Linked DNA regions of Gossypium hirsutum: region 2 is linked to region 1. The links are chromatin contacts, called in public Hi-C maps. All regions are on one chromosome and are shown on one strand. The core of a region is the stretch at or near the end of the contact, and the rest is flanking DNA. Distances in the headings are between cores, read along the strand shown. Region 1 holds the start of LOC121220271 (classical arabinogalactan protein 26). Region 2 holds the start of LOC107913247 (protein TRANSPORT INHIBITOR RESPONSE 1).

Region 1 (4,395 bases), core at 503-3,002:
TTGTGCACAAAATAAGTATGATTGAGTGAAAGCTCGAAATAAGTACCAAATAGCCTAAAATATACCAAAAATAGAGTTTACATCGCGACTTCAGGAGATGATCGTCGCAACGAGCTTAGGACTTCAAGCCACAACATGACGAGGAACCCCATTGTCACAATGAGGCCAAGTCAATATGTCACGTCACGACGAGGAACTCCCTCACATCCCGACATCGATTTGAAGTTTTGAAACTTTACAATTTAGTCATATTTCATGCTCGAGTCAACAAATGAGCTTTCGTAAACTCGATTAAGGCTCGAATTTGATTATGTATCATATTGTAAATGTGTTTATGGCATGTTTTTATGTTTGAATGATCATTTTAATATATAATTGATTGTAATTGCTCTGGCAACGAATGTGATATCTTGTTATCTGGACCTGACGATCGAGTCAGGTAAAGAGTGTTACAATTATTTTTGTTACAAGTAAAAAGTTGTTATAAAAATTAAAATAAAACATAAAAAATCAATTCTACTAAAAACTTAATTGTTATAATGAAATGTTATTGTAGAAAAAGTGGACTGAAAATTTAAAAAATATAAATTCAAGATTTTCTCTCTTTCCAAGACAATAGCCCCTTCATACAAATCATATAACAATTATTCTAATCATGGCCTTGCATAGTTTAATTCTCACCCAACCAATCAATTTTTGTTGTTATACTTAGTTCATAAAATTATAACCATTTAAGCATCAAATTTAACCAAATAGAAACCAGTTACTCCCATTGATATGTTCCTCCAAGTTATTAAGCACAAAATAAACTTTAGGAAACAAAAAATAATAGCATTTTTAGTTACTTAAACCAATTAGGTTAAACTCGGTTGTTAATACTTATATTTAGTGAAAATTATGGATTTAATCTTTATATTTTAATTTGATCAGTTTTAGTTCTTGTACTTTTTGAAATGGCCAATTTTAGTCTCTGTACTTTTCAAATTTCAAAACTTTAGTCTTGACCCAAACAATTCAATTAATAGTTCTGTATTAAGTGCACAATTCTAGATTTAGTCCATATTCTCCAATTGGATCATTTTAAGACTATACTTTTCAAATATTGAAATTTCAATCTTAATGTAAATAATAGCCATTAATCATTTAACTGGATTTTTAGTGAGTAATATCTGAAAATAATCATTTGACATGGCATTACACATATGATAATATGTTTAACGCATTAAATTTTGAAAATAACATAACATAACTTAATGAATTTAACAATTATTATTTGGTAAGGACTAAAAATGAACAAAATTCACAAAATTCGTAAATTAAAAGGACTAATAGCAAGATTTTACCAACCAAATAATATAAGAATTTTCGATTCCATTGTCATATTCATGATTCCACACATACTTAAATAAGACTCAACATTGTCTTATAATTTTAGCTATCTATTTCAAAAAAGATCACGGGTGAAACATAGGAAAAAAAATCAAAGGAAAAGGATAAAAGAAACCCTATATCATGATGTAGACCTTGAAGAAAATAACTTATCCACATTGTCTAGTAGCCAACCCATGGAGCTGTATTTTACCATTAAAGTTATCAACCATCTTTTGACTTACAGCACCCACTCTCTTTTTCACCACCACACTTCTTCCCTCATCTGCACATAAAAACACCTGCAACTCCATTCTTCTCATATATTCATGCATTCAAATTTGCCTTACTTGGACCACTCATACCGATTTATCTTCATTTTCAATGGCTTCCCTTTGGTCACCATGGGGAAACTTGTTCATGTTTTTAATGGCTTATTTTTCTTCACTACCCTTATCTTCATCATCTCAGCAATATTTACATGTACAATACTCAACTATATCAGCTGCACCGGCATTCCTTCCAAGTGCACCTCTTGCTTCTTCTCCAAGTTTACCCCCTGACATTGAGCCTTTGTTCCCTACTCCGAATGGTGTGGCACCTTCTCCTACTCATTCGTCGATGCCCACAATTCCTTCAAGCCCCAGTCCCCCGAATCCGGATAACATCGTGGCCCCTGCTCCTGGTTTCGCATTTTCACCGTCTAACAGCCCTTTGCCGTCATCCACTTCGGTTTATCCGACTTCAGCTCGAGCTTTAAAACCAACATTGTTTCTTGGTTTGCTAGTATTTAGTATATTGCAGAAGCTTTCTGGTGTGTGAATTTCTGCTGATGGCATTGTTCCTTGTAGCTTAACTCTTTTCTTTTTATGTTTTCTATATATTTATTTTTGATATTGTTAATCATGATTGTTGACTATTATATTTAATACAAATTATTAGTATGAACTCTGATTTGGTACAAAAGAGTGCTTATACTATTAGCACAAAGACTACATTAAGTTCAACTTCTGTTACAATAAGGAAAAACAAAAAAAAGAAATAGCAACAAGGGAAAACAAGTACACAAATGAAACAATTGAACGAAAGAATAGCAAACACTGATAAAATTTCTCAGAAGGTAACACATGTATAACAATTCTTCCAAGTTCCTAATTTGAACTGCTCTCTTTTCCTATATGTATATGTATATGCTACTTACCTTAATGCAACCTAACTAAAACTACAGGGCAATGATAGTAGAACGAGACAATGGGGATCCATTCAACAACATCCCAAATAGTCCTCCCTTTATTTTGTTGAATTCAAAGGGACTCCATTTACTGGGGGATGGTCTTTTAACCATATTCTTCTTCAGCTCCATGTTCTCATCCTTGAGCGCTTGGACAGCATAACTGAGTTGTCTAATCACCTCTTTCTTCTCTTCATCTTTCTGAATTAATTGAGCATTCTGAACCTTGTTCTCTTCTTTCAGTTTCTCTATTTCTTCCCTTAACTTCATCAATTCATCGCCGAACACCTTTGACGATTCATCTTCCTTCACAACATGGCCTTCTTTAGTTACTAAACCTGCTTCGTATTTGTCTTCCTGCTTGGGATCCTTAACTTCCTCCCCAGTTTCATCATGTTCAGGGTCATCAACTTCTGATTCAGCATAGTCTTCAGATTCAAAGGTCTCGGAGCTGCTATCATAGAGTTTATCCATCAAGTTGATCGTCTTCTCTGAATGGCAGTACTTCATGGAAGAAAATGGGGATCCCAATGTTGTTACAAGGCGATTTCCAGGGTCCAACTTAATTTGATCATACCGCTCAGCGAGTAAACGATGGGATCGGTAGAAATCTTCAACCAAGCTAATCAACTCGGGACGTTTCTTGTAATACATTTCTGCACGTTTTGCAAAGGAATCTGCATCTTCCTCAATCAATTTTAGCATTGCCTTGGTCTTGGAGTCCAGCTCTATCATTAAAAGAAAACCATTCAAACTTCAGCAATTAAACAGAACAAACAAATAATGGTAAAAGAAAATAATTCCAGGAAGTTGAATGAGTTGGTCAATGTTAACGTTTCACCCTGGTAAAACAACATGGCAACAGAACCTTTCTGGTCTTTTAATCAAGCAAAGATCTCTCAATGGCAGACATATAGAAGAGAAAGGATCAATTGCTAAATTAAATATGAGCAAAGGGTCCTATCCAAATCTATACCCGTTCCCTAGAATGATCCATTTATAATTAACCTGAGATGCAAGGGGTCCAATTCATTATTAGCTCATAAAGTAATGTTTTTGGAAGACTAATTACTTGAGCTGCAAAGCTACACTTAGAAGTTAGTGGGAAATATGGAAAAGTGAGAAAGTTAACAATGTCTGGGGGGACTTCAATTTCAGGGTCCCTGTACACTGAGGGCCACCCACATGTACATGCTAAAGCCTGTAAGATCTCAGAAAACAGAAATTTGAATATCCATCCAAACGCAAGCCATGATGATTAAGATATTAACACACAAAACAGGAACTACAAGTCAACCATTCCAGCACCAGCTCATCATGCCATTGCATCCCTAACACCATGAGCAAATCTTCGGCTCAAGGTTAAAATCCACAGTCCAGGACAAGCAATTCCATATTGTTGCCAAGACCACCAGCTTGTTAGGTCTCTGATTTCAAAAACCTTGTATCCTGAATCCTAGAACTAGATTCACTTCTAGCTTTAGTGTTGAAAATTTGGAATAGAAGGTTTATTTGTATAGTAAGCATATAGTTGTTGTCCAATACAACCCCATTCTGTGCTCCTAGAGAAAAAAAATGTCTTTCACACTAAGATAACATCTCAGGTTCCTGAATAATCTCTACCCTTGTCTCACAAATAAAAAGAAAAGGGTTTCTGGTGGAACCTACTGTATATCATAAGGCCCCACCAGCCAGTCATTACGCAGTCAATAATACACTAATTAGGATTACTTTGTAATGTTTGTTAAATAATACTATTAGCATAAAATTATTTTTCTTTTTCCCTAGTCCTTGCT
Region 2 (4,395 bases), core at 647-3,146, 170 kb after region 1:
CTGAAAAGTTGCTGGTAGTGATTCAATTTCGTTAAATTTGATTTGATTTCGATTTAGCTATTAAATAAAACTATTCAGTTGGATTTTTTTGGCAAAATGAAAATTCTAATTAATTTACAATATAAAACTTAGTGAAGACAACTTCCCTAATTGACAGAGAAAAAAAAGATAACTTCTAAAACGAATAAGATGACGTGGCCCTGTAAAATGACGAGGGATGAAATGGACTGTGCATGCGACCGTCCCGAGCATTTCCTATTTGTATTAAACAAATTATCATCTAAATTTCAGGGCAAATTATTTAGGAATTAGTTTTAAGAAAATAAATGAATTTCATTTTAAAAATATATTTTTTTTGTATATAATGTATGTATTGTATATACTATAGGTAGAGACAAGCTTTTACAGTTGCTATCGATAAGGACGCTTATCTGAAGAAGCCATCCGACGGTTCAAATCTCTTTTTTTTAGCAACTTTAGATCTGGGCCGTTGAGTTTTAACTTCTCAACTTTTTCTACATAAAAGGGACAGCTCAATGGACTCCATGCCAAGACAGTGCAACCCCATAATACCATGTCCTTTTCGCCAACTGACAAAACTACCCTTTTGTTCAATTGAAATAGGAGGGCGAATAGTTTGGTAAGATGAGGAGTATTTTCGTTATTTTACAAAACCAGTTAAAGAGTCAATTATTTTCTCTGAAAACATGTACGTGCAGCCGGTTGTAATTGTGGGGACTCTTTAACCTTTTCTTTTTATTTTTTACCCTTTGCAGTAAAAATTAATATTTATTAATTACTACTTGGAAAGCTTTATTTTTCCGGGTTCTGTGTATTTCGACCGTACACTGTGAAAAGGTAAACCTGATCAGACGGTCTTGATCAAGGTGCATGGTGCGCCCGTTCGTACTTCATTCGTTTTTCCTTGACTCATCCCTTTTATTGACATGTGAAATCTAAATTATGAAAAAGAAAATATTTTTTACTTATACGTGATCAATAATGATGAAATAAATCAAGGCCGTTGGAGATGAATAGGGCGGGTTGTACGCGGGGGCCAATGATAGCATGATTTTGAATGCAAACAATTGTATATGATTGGACGGCCGTGATGTCATGACAACAAGATTTCACATTAGATCATTCCTCATTATTTATTTTTTAACCCCTTTCTTGTGGTCCCCGCAATATCCGATCCCCCAGATCCAGCCGTGCTACGTGAATCATGAGATTCCTTGCACCACCATTCTCTCCCTACACATCATCACACTTTATCAGCCCCTCCAATATCTCGTTCCCTTTTTCCTTCCGATATTTATTCAAAATCTCGCTAAACATGTGCTTAATGTAGGATGGTTATACGTGGACATCCTATTTGTTTTTATACGAATTTAGGTAATATAGATAATAATAATTAAAATTTGTTATTCATAACAAATTTGAACTTGTATATGTTACTTAAATTCGCATTATTCTTGTTCAAATTTATTTTCTACTTAAATGTAATACAAATGGAAAATCTACTTAATAAAAAAATATACTTTTTAAATTTAGGTATAATCAAAAGGTAATACAAATGATAAATGAAATGAAATTTATAAATTTTATGAAAAAAATTATAAATATCCAACTCGTTGCTATTGCTGTGCCACTGCCCCACATTTCTTCCATATACCCGTTTTATGCGGCTCCCCTTAGTCGTCGACGGATAAGAACCTCTGGCTCTCATCGTCTATCCTACGGCCCGCATCTCTCCATCATTACGTGTTACTTTCCTAATCGCCCATCAGTATCTAAACAGCCCCCACACAAAAAAAAAAAAATTGAAATTCTCTCGCTTGTCCTTTATTTTCCATGACTAATTTAACCATGGTTAAAATCTAACCATCTTACGAAAACAAAAATAAAAATCCTTATCCTCTCTCGTCCATTGTGTCTGTCTTTGACTTCACTTTCTTTCTCTCTCTCCATAGCTCCCTCCCAGCCTCTGCTCCCCCTATAAGCTTCGTTAATGGCGTTTCAGATCTCAAAAAACAAACTCTAAGCCTTAAGTAAACTCAAATCCTACCCAAACCCAATACCAAAATCGAGATAAAAAAAAATCATCCTTTCATATCAAAAGCCTTCATTCTTTTCTTTTTTTCGTGTGTGTGTTTTCTTTTTTCCTTCTTTTCGAGTTTTAATTAATGCATAAGAAAATGGCGTTTTCGTTCCCAGACGAGGTGCTGGAGCATGTGTTCTCATTCATACAATCAGATAAAGACCGGAACGCGGTGTCGATGGTGTGTAAATCGTGGTACGAGATCGAGCGTTGGTGTCGGAGGAAAGTGTTTGTGGGGAACTGTTACGCTGTGAGCCCGAGGATGGTGATCAGACGGTTCCCCGAGTTTAGATCCATTGAGTTGAAAGGGAAACCGCACTTTGCGGATTTCAATCTGGTGCCGGACGGATGGGGAGGTTACGTGTCTCCCTGGATCGAGGAGATGGCTGGAGCTTATCCTTGGCTCGAAGAGATTCGACTTAAAAGGATGGTCGTTACCGACGAAAGCTTGGAGCTTATTGCTAAGTCGTTTAAGAACTTCAAAGTGTTGGTGCTTTCTTCTTGTGAAGGGTTTTCAACTGATGGTCTCGCTGTCATTGCTGCTAGCTGCAAGTGAGTTTGATGAAACTTTTTTCATTTCTCCTTTTTCGGGATTTTTTTTTGTTTTCATTTTGAGCTGAGAAAAGGAGTTGAAGTTTTCATCTTTGTGGGAGTTAAAGTAGAGCTTTTCCCCAATTTGTTTTTGGTTTTAGCTACATTTTTCTTGATTAGTGTTTATTCATTCCCATGAACTATTTTTTTTTAAAACAAAGATGTGAAGAACTTTTAGGAGTTTGCTCTCGTGTTCTAGTTGTCTTAGTTATTTCAGCTCTTGCTTTTCTCAGATCTGAGGTCAAATGGGGGTTCTTTTTAAGAATATCTAATGAAAATCACATGTTCTTTTTTACCTCTTCGATACCTTGTTTTGTTTGATATCAGCAGATTCGTTTTTGAGTATTGTTTTCACTATTTTGGATGGTTTCTTCATGTGAAATGGGACTTGTTTATGCTCTTTAATTATATTCCTTTTCTCGTGATTTGTTGTTTATATAAACCAATAATATTTTTCTTTGGGTAAACTTTTTGCTGAGTTGGGGATTGAGGGAATAATTTTTCCATAGCTATTACCGAAGATTCTGATGGTTTATTTTTTTTTCTTATCATCCTACAATTATTTGGTTGTTTTTGGTTTATTAGAGAGCTGTGAAGATTTATGTTACTTTAATTTTCTTTTGATGCAAGTTCAATTGTATATATAAAAAAAGTAACTTTAGCCTTGTAATCAAGTCGTTTTCAATGATAATGACAGTGATGAACTTGTAATTTTGTTCAACATTGGTGTTCTTGGATTCAACTCTGGTAGCAATTGATTTGAGCTTTCATTTTTATTTTCTCTAAATCAATCTGCTTTCTGATGTAGGAATCTGAAAGAGCTGGACTTGCGAGACTGTGAAGTGGATGATTTGAGTGCGCATTGGCTCAGTCATTTTCCCGAAACATACACATCACTGGTGTCCCTTAACATTTCTTGCTTAGGGTCTGATGAAGTTAGTTTTTCAGCGTTGGAACGCCTGGTGGGTAGATGTACTAACCTCAAGACTCTCCGGCTCAACCGTGCAGTGCCCCTGGATAAGATTGCCAACATTTTACGTCATGCACCGCAGCTGGTTGAATTCGGTACTGGCACCTACACGGCTGATGTACGGCCAGATGTCTACTCAGATTTGGCCGGAGTGTTTTCTAGTTGCAAGGAACTAAAGAGCTTGTCTGGATTTTGGGATGTGGTCCCGGATTACCTTCCTGCCATTTACCCTGTCTGCTCAAAATTAACATCACTGAACCTGAGCTATGCTACTATACAAAGTCCTGATCTTATCAAGCTTGTAAGCCACTGTCCGAATTTGCAGCGCCTATTGGTAAGCTTATTATGGTATTGCTGGTTTATTTATTTGCATCTGGTTTTTCGTTCTTAACGTAGGTTATGTTCACAGGTACTTGATTACATTGAAGATAGTGGGCTTGAGGTGCTTGCATCTAGTTGCAAGGACTTGCAGGAATTACGTGTGTTTCCATCTGATCCATTTGGTGCAGAGCCAAATGTGTCCTTGACAGAACAGGGCCTTGTTGCCGTATCTTTGGGTTGTCCCAAGCTACAATCAGTATTGTACTTCTGCCGCCGAATGTCTAATGAGGCATTAGTTACTATTGCTCGGAACCGTCCAAACTTCACAAGGTTTCGCCTTTGTATAATTGAGCCTAAAACAGCTGATTACCTGACTCTCGAGCCACTTGATGTTGGTTTTGGAGCCATTGTT

What was found. Hi-C and Micro-C count contacts between places; a contact is called where the count stands out from the background.
Region 2: a contact with region 1 is called in a Hi-C map of leaf, with 2.1 times the contacts expected there. The contact joins the promoter of LOC107913247 here to the promoter of LOC121220271 in region 1. A contact is called at or near these places in 4 of 34 Hi-C or Micro-C datasets (all in leaf).

What each region holds. Positions count from the first base shown.
Region 1 is chrD08:11,438,034-11,442,428 of Gossypium_hirsutum_v2.1, forward strand. It overlaps LOC121220271 (classical arabinogalactan protein 26), which reads left to right and starts at 1,753. Exons shown (of 1, transcript XM_041099851.1): 1 at 1,753-2,330. The coding sequence starts at 1,753. The coding sequence ends at 2,190. LOC121202909 (protein NETWORKED 3A) reads right to left here. Exons shown (of 3, transcript XM_041099850.1): 3 at 2,447-3,327. The coding sequence ends at 2,591.
Region 2 is chrD08:11,609,648-11,614,042 of Gossypium_hirsutum_v2.1, forward strand. LOC107913247 (protein TRANSPORT INHIBITOR RESPONSE 1) reads left to right here and starts at 1,897. Exons shown (of 3, transcript XM_016841773.2): 1 at 1,897-2,653; 2 at 3,501-3,996; 3 at 4,072-4,395. The coding sequence starts at 2,187.